Regions from separate parts of the Zea mays genome. Here region 2 is linked to region 1. A link is a contact called in public Hi-C data. All regions are on one chromosome and are shown on one strand. Each heading gives the region's core, a stretch centred on a gene start, on an enhancer-like site or on the middle of the called end of the contact. The rest is flanking DNA. Distances are from core to core; before and after follow the strand shown. Region 1 holds the start of LOC100273925. Region 2 holds the start of LOC107275236 (C2H2 and C2HC zinc fingers superfamily protein).

What was found. A called contact is a pair of places that touch in the nucleus more often than the background predicts.
Region 2: a contact with region 1 is called in a Hi-C map of tassel, with 2.5 times the contacts expected there. The contact joins the promoter of LOC107275236 here to the promoter of LOC100273925 in region 1. A contact is called at or near these places in 3 of 25 Hi-C or Micro-C datasets (bundle sheath, ear and tassel).

Annotation. Positions count from the first base shown.
Region 1 is chr3:8,299,777-8,305,718 of Zm-B73-REFERENCE-NAM-5.0, forward strand. It overlaps LOC100273925, which reads left to right and starts at 2,549. Exons shown (of 6, transcript NM_001148317.1): 1 at 2,549-2,957; 2 at 4,022-4,054. It overlaps LOC103649655, which reads right to left and starts at 2,234. Exons shown (of 6, transcript XR_563635.3): 1 at 2,071-2,234; 2 at 1,528-1,610; 3 at 1,363-1,443; 4 at 1,139-1,277; 5 at 797-1,071; 6 at 414-702.
Region 2 is chr3:8,490,519-8,496,640 of Zm-B73-REFERENCE-NAM-5.0, forward strand. It overlaps LOC107275236 (C2H2 and C2HC zinc fingers superfamily protein), which reads left to right and starts at 1,569. Exons shown (of 11, transcript NM_001320508.1): 1 at 1,569-1,969; 2 at 2,137-2,182; 3 at 2,283-2,369; 4 at 2,488-2,509; 5 at 2,601-2,683; 6 at 3,303-3,335; 7 at 3,694-3,772; 8 at 3,869-3,921; 9 at 4,343-4,403; 10 at 4,556-4,638; 11 at 4,765-5,267. The coding sequence starts at 2,171. The coding sequence ends at 4,857.

The DNA of each region.
Region 1 (5,942 bases), core at 1,299-3,798:
GCGCCAAATATTCTAGTAGGGTAGATTTGCCACTCTAACAAAAAGTCATTAACCAATTGCAACTCTTACAAACAGTATTAATTATTTGCCACTCTTATCGTTAACTTCTTAAATAATTGCCATCTAATCCCATTTAAGCATCCTAATCCAAGTCTTAGCCTCTAAGATGGATCCAAACAAATAGACAACAGGATTGTACGAGCAGCAACACACGTACGAGCAGCAACACACGTACTAACTGCAATTTGAACCATTGTTAGCTGTCAAGCACTCCTTCAACTAGCAGACACCTCCGCAGGACACTCCACAACATGCTAGTCAAGCCTCGTGAATATCTGGCTGACCTTTTCTTCACCTCTTCATTCACTTACATATTCAAATGACAACCAGACAATATTATAATGACAACTCAATTTATTTCAAAAAGTATCCTTACATTAACTTCAATGATAACTCAATTTATTTCGCAAATCATCCTTACAGTAACTTCAATGAGAACTCAATTTATTTCAAAAGCATCCTTACAGCACTGAAAGAACTGTAATTACAAATATCACCAAATAAATGAAACAATCCAAATATTGACAACACAAATATGTAAACAAGATGCATCCCTTCAGAATCATTAACAATTTTGTCCACCACTTGCAGTTCTTGCATGTAACTCCTCAAAGGTATCACCATCCGACGGTCGTCTTTCACCTGCCCAAACATCAACAAGACAAGAACAAAAGTGTTGTTGCATCAACATGAACTTATTAACATGAACAAAAAAAAGGTGATATCAACACCACACCTGACTTAGTATCATGTTCAACTTGGACAATCGGTTTCCTCCTAGGTGTTAGCTTCTTTCCAGAAGATGAAGCAAATTGAGCCCATTCTTGGGACTCATTAGTTCCCTCATGTAGTTGCAAGTCATCTGGTGTCGTGCTTGCATTTTCAACTTGCTCTACAAAAATAGGTCATCTACGTCGTTTTGGTACAGAAGACTCCCCGCGTTGATCATCGTCATCAACATAGATTTTAGGTTTTGCTCCAACCTTTGCATTTACTTTCCTGCACCTCTTCCTACAAAAGTTCAAAATTCACTAACATGTATGTCATTTAAAATAGATTAAGAAGAATTGTTGAGTACCTTGTCTTCGCGCCTGTGTATCGACACTTTGCACTTCCTGTTCTGTGGCCATACTCACCACATACACCACACTTTGACTGTCTTGTAGCTTTTACTTTTCCCTTATCAAGCCTGCATTGACAATCACATCTTATCAAGCCTGCATTGACAATCACACTCACAGTCAGTTCAGCATTGTTAATAAGACTAATTGACAATCACACTCACATATTTTAACAACTCACCCAGGTGGGAGATGTTCAAAAAAAAATATCATCAGGCAATTTGCCCCATTTGCTAGAAGTGACACCCTCCAATGAGATATCCTATATGCACCACACAATATGATAAAATACATATGAATCAATTCATCATAGAACCAAAGCAACGTTGAATTCAGTGATAGAAACCTGCACGTTGCTAGTGGTGACATTTGCAGAACCAGAGAATTCTTCATCAAAGTCCTTCTCATTGCCATCTGCCATCTGTGGCACTACAAAACATAATCAACAATAATCGCATTAAACTATGCCCAAGTACTCTATATGTTGAAATATCATAGTCCAAATATGATATGCAGCTTGACCGTGAAACAAAAACAGATGCATCTCTTTGTGATAAGCTAATAAACCAAAACGAAATGATGCGTCCTTGCCAAAGTATCCTATGCATCAGGCTGACCTAAGACATGAAGAGGCTCATGCATCATCTGTCATGGATCGATGATTATTTGCAAGGTTTCCTCTTACGATCAACATTGAAACATTAACAGTAGGCAGACCAAAACGCATTTGCACAACAGAACAAAAATCTCTTCTTCTGCCTGCAACATCCATAAGAACAACGAGGCTACAACCAAGAACAGATGAAAGAATCCAGGAGCTGAATCTTCCCAGACAGATCCAATCCAAGCACAGGAGAAGATGGGAAAGCACGAGGACGCAATGAATCACCTGAGTGGGGCGGGTGCGGGAGGAGCTGGGTGCCGCCTGGGGGTGGGGGGTGCGAACGGAAGTGGACGCCTTGTCTCCGGCGGGCGCAGCGCTGGGCGGAGACGGATGGCTCCAGTCACTGAACTAACTTTCGATTTGTTTGGATCTAGTGATCCTATTCTTACGGTGAGATTCAATTAGGATGGTTAAATGGGATTAAATGACAATTATTTAAGAGGTTAACGATAAGAGTGGTAAATATTTAATACTATTTGTAAGAGTGGCAATTGGTTAATGACTCTTTGTTAGAGTGGCAAATCTTTAGGGCTCGTTTGGCAGCCTGGTTTCCCTCCGGGATCCCGACCCAACCCCCTGGTCACGAATCCACGGGCTCAAATCTCCCCCGGGGGGAAAATTTGCATTTGGCTGCCCATTTCCCGGGCCCGATTCGCGTGAGGTCGGGCAGGAAACCCTCGCCCATCGCGGCGTCGCGGATAATGGCAAAATTGCTAATGGCTCCTCGCCCAGCCGCCGCCTCCGCCCCTCACCCAGCCGCCGCCTCCGCCCCTCACCCGCCGCCTCTCCGCCTCTTCCTCCCCTCCCCCTCCCATCGTGATCGCCCCCCTCGACCTCTCCCACCTGCCGCCATACGGCACTTCCACCCGACCGGCTTGTAGTTGGAGAGCGCCGCCACGAGCGGCACCGACGACGACGACATCGTGGGCATCTGCACGGCCGTGCACGGGCTGCACGCGTAGCACAAGCCGCGGCAGCTCGGCGGGCTCGACCCCAGCCGCACCTTCTCCTCCTCCTCCTTCGCCGCCGCCGCTCCGTCGTCGCCCTGCTGCCGCACCATTGATCCGTTAGCGTGGCACAACATTAACTCCGGCCAAGCACCCACCTGGACTGTAAGTCCCGATCCAACTCCTACCGCCTCTCCCGATGACTCTATCCATGTGATTACTTTTCTTGATGTTGTTTAGGCGCTGTAAATTTTGCACAAAGTGCTACCTGATGTTGTTTAGGCGCTATAAACTCTTTACTAATGAGTTAACTATTCATGAAAGAGCTGAGTGTCGTAGCTTATGGTATGAAAGAGCAAGAAAATTCTGTATTATTCTGGTTTTGGATGTTTTGCACTCATGAACAGCATCATCATCAGTAGCTTCAGTTCCAGATGATATGTAACATGAGTTGATTCTTGCAGTGCCGCTTTATATGTAGCTTTCGTGAAAACGTGAAAAAATTTGGACAGCTCTGCTATGTAACATGAGTTGATTCTTGCAGTTCTGATATGTAACACGAGTTGATATGTAAAGGACAGCTCTGCTATGTAACATGCTATGCAAGAATTCTGATATGTAACATGAGTTGTTAACTTTGCACAAAGTGCTACCTGATATTGACAATGTGAAAAAATTTGGACCATATTTATTAAAAAGCTGTGCAAGTGTTAAACACTAGCTCATATTGTTTGAAGTAGGGTACTCATTTATTTACTGTCCTGACATAGAACTCTACTCTATGACTGGTTTTACTTGAAGTTGAATTCTTAACCAATGTGGTATACTCTGGAGTAGATATAGAAATAGAAAAGCTGCTTAGGTATTTAAATATTGCTCATGTGTTCGTTTGAAATGGGCTGCTCACCAGTTATGCGTTTCATGTGTTTCCATTCATTCATGTGTTTCCTCGTTGATTAAAAACTGCATTTGTATGAAATGGGCTGCTCACCAATTATGTGTTTCATGTGTTTCCATTCATTCATGTGTTTCCTTGTTGATTAAAAACTGCATTTGTATGATTAGTTGGTTTTCTGGCCTTAGATTTGAAGTTAAGAATATGCTGCATTTCTATTTAGTCATGCCCTTGCACTTGGTAATAGATCATAATTTAATGGATCACAAAATTTAATGGATAGGAGCACTTATTAGTTCTATACAGGTGTGCTGATTTATTGTCTTATGTACAGGTTGAAACAATCGCTCACAGGCAACATTATCAGGTAATGTTGATTCTCACTAATGTTGCATAAATCAGTTGTTGCATTTGGTGCTGTTCTCTCACTCCACCAGAAAATGGCACATGAGTAGATGCATTTGGTAGAACTGTGTGGTGACCTTGCATTCCAGAAAAAGATTTTCTAGTGGAGTGAGAGAACAGCACAATCACTTTACCCCTCAACCATACCATGTATGAAATTTTTTATTCTTTCACATTTGAGAATTCCTTGATATGAATCAGCGATGACATTTAATATCTATGGGCCAATTGTGCTTGTATTGATCTGCCAAAATTATACTTAAGGGTTATGTGTTCAAAAGTGATGTAGCTTGTATTGATCTGCCTTGTATTTTACTCACCAGTTTATATATCTTGTGTGATCTGCCAATTATGCTTGTATTTTACTCACTAGTTTATATATCTTGTGCGATACAATGCTTTTTATTTTACTCACCAGTTTATATATCTTGTGTGATCTGCCAATTATGCTTGTATTGATCTGCCTTGTATTTTTAATATATTTGTTCTGCCTTGTATTTGTGTTTTATAATTATCTGTAGTCCATATATATTTCTAAAGTCCATATAATCTGTAGATATTAGATAATGGGCTCAAGGAATGAGATTATGGAGTGTAGAAGGAAGAAAATTCTGAAATTCATGGAAATGGAGGAGGAAGAGGATGAGGAACTATTTTTTATCATCATTCCTAGCATACTCGAAGGACTTAATGAAGAAAAAAGGGCAGTACATACTTCTGAATATACTGGTGCTAAGAAGATTAGAGAAATTTTAGAAGGCCACGAGAATTGGTGTATGAGCGAGTTTCGCATGGAGCCACGAATATTTAAGGCAATAGCTAATTATCTAGGCGGGAGAGGCTTTTGCGCGATACACGCGGAGTCACAATTGAGGAACAATTAGGAATATTTATGTTCATGATATCACACAATGCTAGTAATGGGAGGCTACAGAAGACATTTCAGCATAGTGGCGAAACAATCCATAGACATGTGAAGGCCGTCTTCAATATAATTCCTACCCTCACATGTAGATTTGTCAAACTTCCTACTTCCTTGGAACCTCATCCTAAGATTGCCTCGGACTCCCGATTTTGGCCATTCTTTCAGGTAATACACCATATCAATCAATTTCCTTGACTCTTTCTTCCCATTACCTTTGTCACCCAACACTTTCTTTCCTTTATGTGCAGAATTGTATAGGTGCTATTGACGGTACTCACGTCCCTATCACAATTTCAGAAGAGAAAGCCCCACCATATAGGAATAGAAAAGGAACATTATCCCAGAATGTGATGGTAGCGTGTGACTTCAACTTGAACTTCACTTTTATCTCATGCGGCTGGGAAGGATCCGCATCAGATGCTGGGGTGCTTAAATCCGCTATTAGCAAAGGTTTTCATGTCCCAGAGGGCAAGTTTTACCTTGTCGACGGTGGATACGCAAACACACCATCATTTCTTGCTCCATATCGTGGTGTGAGATACCACCTTGGTGAGTTTAGGTGTAGTATGATGGAATAAGTCTTGAGTCTTGAGCATCTAGAGGACAGCCTGCTTTTGACTGTCCTCTGTAGTCCTTTAGCATCTAGAGGACAGCTTGACTGTCCTCTGTAGTCTCTTTAGCATCTAGAGGACAGCAGTCGCTTTTTGACTGTCCTCTGTAGTCGCTTTAGCATCTAGAGGACAACAGTCGCTTTTGACTGTCCTCTGTAGTCTCTTTAGCATCTAGAGGACAATCCTGTTGTGTAGTGTGTGTGAGAAGGTGTGGTAGTGCAGCCCCTAGGGCTATAAATATGTGTCCCCAACCCCTCTAAGGGTATGGCATTGTGTAGAGTTTGATGAAATAAACAGAAAATTGCCCCAACTCA
Region 2 (6,122 bases), core at 319-2,818, 190 kb after region 1:
TTTACCAGATCAATCCGGACGGAAATAACATTCTCTTTAGCATCATCGTAGATTTTTTTAAGTTTCACCCCAGCCTTGCATTGTGTTCATTTCGAACATGTGTTACATATCCTTGGATTTCCAGCTACCCTTTCAGCATTCTTTCCTTCCATTGAACAATTCAACCATTTACAATTCTTCCGCTCCCTATATTTCTTCAACGGAAATCCAACCTCGTATGCATATTGACTATAAAAATTATACGCCTCGTCCACGTTACTAAATGTCATACCGACTTTAGGTATCAATCTTATATCAATATTGTCCGGCTGCGCACAGAAATTTAACATTTACGATTCAATAGCGACTAAATCTAACGTAATATAGGTACAACATTACAAAGAAGTATGTAAGAAAATAAGAGTATCATATTTGGGAGAACTTACATGGCTTTGAAGAATATGAGGTGTGTCCTGTTCATGTGGCCCAATATGTCTCATGGGGATGTGCTTCTCTGCGCCGACCACGTCTGCCGTTTTTGTGTGCTCATCGATATGTCCAGGTGCCCTCAATGCCGCCGGGGGAGTAACGGAGACACCCTCTGTGTAACCGGCGATCGCAGACGCTACAGGATGCATGTCCATTGAAATAGACGTACCTATTGGCTTATGCACAGACGATACATGTGGCATGTCATCGCCAGCGCTGGTGCTGGACATTTTCTCGCCGCTAATCGCCGGCCGGTCCTCTCACTTCCGCCGCCGCTAACCGCCGCCAATATCTCAGATACGAACGTGGACGAGCGACTGTAAATTTGTATTTGTTTCCTCCCGTAACTGCGCCTTTATTTACGCGAACGAAGAACACGTCTTTCCTTATCTCAAACCTGTGGAGATTTAAATGTTGCATGGTTTACGCTATCATGTTACACAACGTTATGCAGTCGTAACCGGTAAGCACATAGAAATATTCGTTCCCGTGATTCGTGGCATAAAAGATTCTATTTATGCATGAGTTATGCACGTTTCTACATATATTTATGCGTGTGTATATCGCATGTCGCGTCTCAGCCGGGATACGTGGCTATCCTATGCATGGCTGACGCAAGCTGGCGTACAGTAGGCCGAACGTGACCGATCGGCGTCCTGACTAGGGCTTCGCCCACTAACGGAACCCAGGGCTTCCATTACCTCTTCCATATATATATATATAGTTGTCATGTAATTGTTGTGCACAAACATTTTGTAAAATACTTTGTGTTCTATTGCAACGCACAGACACATAACTAGTGAAATGTTATTTTCATGCGAGCTCATATATATATAAATGTTATGATTTTTTTTAAACAAGCTTGCATATAAAGAAAACTCCGCCAATTCAAATGCGGCAACTCATGTTACTGCCAGATCAATCGACGGATACTTCTGGCCACTTCAATTGGCAGCAGCAGTATAGTTTTATACTAACCTTTTCGATCCACACAAATATTTCGGCATAAATCAAATTTAAAATAAAAAAGATCTTAAACATTTCGTGTCCCTTTGTTTCCTCCCCAGCTGAGCCTGCGCCTGTACTCTGATGGGCCAGCCCACTAACCGTTCAGCGGCAGAGCCCGTTATTTCGCCACTTCAGCGCCCCACACTTGCGCCGCAGCAGTAGAAGGTAGAACACCTTCTTGACCCGAATTCAATCCGTGCGCACGCACCCTCCGCCGGCGACGGCTCACGCATCGCTCGGCGCCCGCCCCGCGTCCCCGAGGCGACGACCGGCAGAGCGCGCTCTCGCGGCGCTACCCGACACCTGCGACGAAACGCCCCGAGTCCACTAGTCGAGGAGTGCGTCGACGCAGGGGCTCGGGAACGCGGTGTCGCCATCGCGGAGCCCTAGCGAGATCGTCGGGAAGGTCCGAAGGCGAGCACGTGTTTGTGTAACCTTTCTCCCCTTCTTCCCTTTGCCGGCCGGCCCTTCAGCGGCGACAAGTGCCCACCAGGTATGCCCAACGGCCACCTTCCCTGCTGTTCGAAACCGAGCTGCCAAACCCTATTGTAAACCATTTGTATTCGGATCTGATCTAATTACACCTGTTATGCCTACTAACTTAGATTTTTTTTTTTCTAATAAAAAAATTGTCGTCCCCTGATTCGGATGTCTATTTAGGCGGTGGTTTACGTTGAGCTGAGGAGTGAGGAAGATGTCTGGAAATGTGAGTCCCTCCTGCTTCGACTTGGACCAAGCGGGGAATCTCTCTTGATGTGCGGAGGTCCGTGGTGCATTCCATCTGATCTCTTGTATTCTGTGTGCAGCCAGTCGGCGTCGACAACACTTCTAGGAGGAAATTTGACAAGGAAGAGTACTTGGAGAGAGCTCGACAGAGGGAGCAGAGGGAGAAGGTAATAGTGGGTCTTATTCCTTTTAAATTTTGTCAAGACCGAACAAAACTACGACCATACTTCTCTTTGCCTCTATGTATTGCTTACTTCAGTCTGCATTTGTCTTTCACTGATCCAGGATGAAGCTCGGAAAGGCAAGGGTACGTGGTCTAACTTTTAGCTCAATAAATCTGTATCGATACCAGTTTCTGGCACTCTATGAAACTTGATTCCTTTCAATTATGAGTGCAGAAAGGGGTCCTCCTGTGCAAAGACAGCCTTTGAAACACAGGGACTATGAAGTTGATCTTGATTCTCGTCTTGGCAAGACTCAGGTTTGTAAATATCTTACTACACTTTGTGCATTTACCATGCCTTTTCTATGTTACTTCAATTCTTCGTGCTGTAAGAGATACTTCATCAATTAGTTCTTCCCTCATTTTCTTTTCTCTAGTTTCATCAGTATTTTTGTGGATTCTTTTGTTACTGTTAAATGAGTTGGAAAACTGTGTAGTGTGTACAAGGCAGATATGTTGCTAATGGACATGATTGTCTCTGACTTAGTGACTTCGATATGCAGGGGTAAGACAACCCTAGACATTATATTAAGAAGACCTTCTCACGCAGGTCGAGAAAACCCTTGAACCCCTGCCCCACCCATACACAGCTGCACCGTAGCCCATGTGAGAAACGACCGCGATCGGGCCTTAGACCTGTGCTTTGATGTGGGACGGGCGAAGAGATTTTAACCACAACCTGAAATTCGCTCCCACAAGGAGTCGAATCTAGGACCTGAGGAGTGTTACTCAAACCACCTAACCAACTTGGCTAGAGGCCCTTTCGCGATTGTCTCTGACTTCATTCAGTCCTTTATTGTGAACAACTTGCTTTTACAGAATGAACACCTTTCTGTTTTGAAAAGTTGATTAACTGTGCCTTTCATTTTTTTTCCAGGTGGTGACCCCGATTGCACCATTGAATCAGCAGGTTTGTGCATAAATTCCATAGGGCATGTTTGTAGCGTTTAAATTGATTTAGATTTATTTTCATCATATCTTAATTCTTGACAAGAAATTGCTAGAGTGTAGTTGCTTTGCTCCGTCCATATTAAACACAGATCTTAGTCGAAGATGTTTCTGTGTATTACCTCTTATTCTTTTCTCATGTTGTAGGCTTAATTTCATCTTTTTGCAGTTCATTATTATTAATTTCAGTCTACTTGTTCCTACATGCATTTCATACCAGTGCTATTTACAACTTAAGTGTTTCTACAAAAATGAACCTCTTACTTTGATGATCAATTCAACACAAAAGTTTCCTCCCAACTTTATGTACTTTCTGACAGGCTGGATACTACTGTTCTGTATGTGAATGTGTTGTCAAAGATTCAGCCAACTATTTGGATCATATAAATGGCAAGAAGCGTAAGTGGATGAGGCTCTCGTTTATGCTCATTTAGTGCATTAAAGTTTGCTATCATCGTCTTCATGTTCATGTGTCATAGTTTTAACATTTGTCAGATCAGAGAGCACTGGGCATGTCTATGCGTGTTGAAAGGGCATCACTTGAACAGGTATTACATTTGAGCCTCACATTGGATCTGCAGTTGAAAGTCAGCAATTATATTCTTGTTATATTTACTTATTTAGTAGCAGACCCAACTTGTCATACATTGGCTTCTTTGGCACAGCTTCTGCTTGTGCAGAATCCAGCTTATAGGAATAACTGGTGAGAAGCAGAAGTTCAACTCCAGCCCTCATAAGCCGCTTTAGAATCTAGCTGTTTGGTGGTACTTTGCCTTTTCTTTTTCCTGTTAGATGATGAAGTAGAAACTATGGCAAAGAGGCACATCATCTCGTGACATTATGCTTAATTTCTTATTGAGGTTGCTAGTGAGAAGCCGCTTGGGTAGTAGGTTTGCCATCCTATTTTTCAGCCAGCGGTCTTTCACCATCTGCTATTTGTTTTCACTCAGAATTTTCTGGTGGCTGCAGGTCCAGAAAAGGTTTGAGGCACTTAAGAAAAGGAAGGATCCAAGTGCCTTTACTGAAGAAGGTGAGAAAAACAAAATTCTTCGTATGGTGTGTCAGTTTCCTCGCCCCATTCTTCCATTCAGAATGGAACCTTTCCACATAAAAACTCCAAGGGAATAGGGAGCATAATAAACTACTGGCAAATCATCCCCTCTTTTTTTAAAATGTTTACAGATTTGGATGAGAGAATAATGAAACAACAGCAAGATGAGGAGGAACGGAAGCGTCAGCGCAAAGAAAAGAAGAAAGAGAAGAAAGTAAGCGCAGTCATGCAACACAAATCCCCACCTGTATTTATTTTTGAACTGAAAATTATAACTGACAGTCCTGTGGGTTTTGAGAATCAGTAGAAGGCATACTCACTTGATATCAAATGGTTTCAGAGAGAACAGGCAACCCAACATGAACCTGAGGACGTTGATCCTGACATCGCTGCCATGATGGGTTTTGGTGGGTTTGGTTCCTCGAAGAAGTGACAGCTCTGTGTTGGCCGCATCCCTTTGGTGACCTTCTGCCCTGAAGATATTGCTCAACCCCATAAACACCTGTGCCATGAAAAATCGTTTTTGCCAGAATCCTGATAAGATTTGAACGAAGTGCACTGGATGCAAGGATACTACGTTTTGGCACTGGGATACTGAGCTGCGTGTATGGGAGTTGATTATCAAAAGGAATATCTAAGGGTGTTTTGGATAAACCTGTTTATTTGCTACTTCGGGTGTTCCTGCCATAGAAACAGCTGATGGTCGTGATTGTTTGTTGTGACTTGTGGGAATGCAGATGTGCGAAGTGGAACAAACCAAAAGAATTGCCGTCTCATTTTCTAGAGGAATAAACTTGTGTATTGCAGTTAACAGCTCCCTTGATTCTGAATATTAATTTCCAGAACCCCTGAACTTGTGTGATGAAGGTTCCACCGTTCCAGTGTAACCACAGCATGCTCAACTCTGCACTAATGGGTAGGGAACATATGCAGGATAAACGTGCGTCTAGGCTAGGAAGAGACTCTCACCTCGTCACCAGCGCAGTGAAAACGGCTATATATTTTACTTGACGGATGGTGTGGTGAGTGCGGGGTTACGTCCAAAAACCCATGCAGAGCTATGATTTTATTTATTTTTTCGTCACAGGGTTCAAATGCCACATCAATATAATTAGCTCTAGCTAGCTCGGCTCGTCACCGTCACCGTCACAGTGCACATCTTGGACTAGCTCTTTGGTTGTGGTTGTGGCGATGGAGAATTGGAGACACCGGGCCGGCCCCGCTTCGATGCGTGGATCACGTGTGTGTCGATCGGTACCACAAAACACATGTCCTTGGTTTCTTGCGTTGGGCGGGGCCCGCACAACGCGTTACGCATGCATGCATGCATGTAGCGTTTGCTGTATTGCTGTGCTGTGTTACCATTGGCCGCGCGACATTGCTCCACGACGACTAGGGACCACCCAGACCCACCAAGGCCGCAAGGTAGGATATTTCATGGATTATTATAAGAATTTAGCGCATCTTGGTACGCTTCCCGTTCAAGTGTTCTTTTGAAAAGAAAGAAAAAAAAACTACGTACTCGAGGGGTCAGTTCTCATAGCTCTGGCTCGTAGCCTGACCTGAAAGCAACTCCGGCTAGCTCCTCTATCAATCACTATAAAAAACGATTCCTCCTCCTAAAATATCTGATATACGGCTCTCTCGTAGAAGATGTTGCTAGACGCTAGAGTCATAGCCAGAACAGTTTTGAGCAGG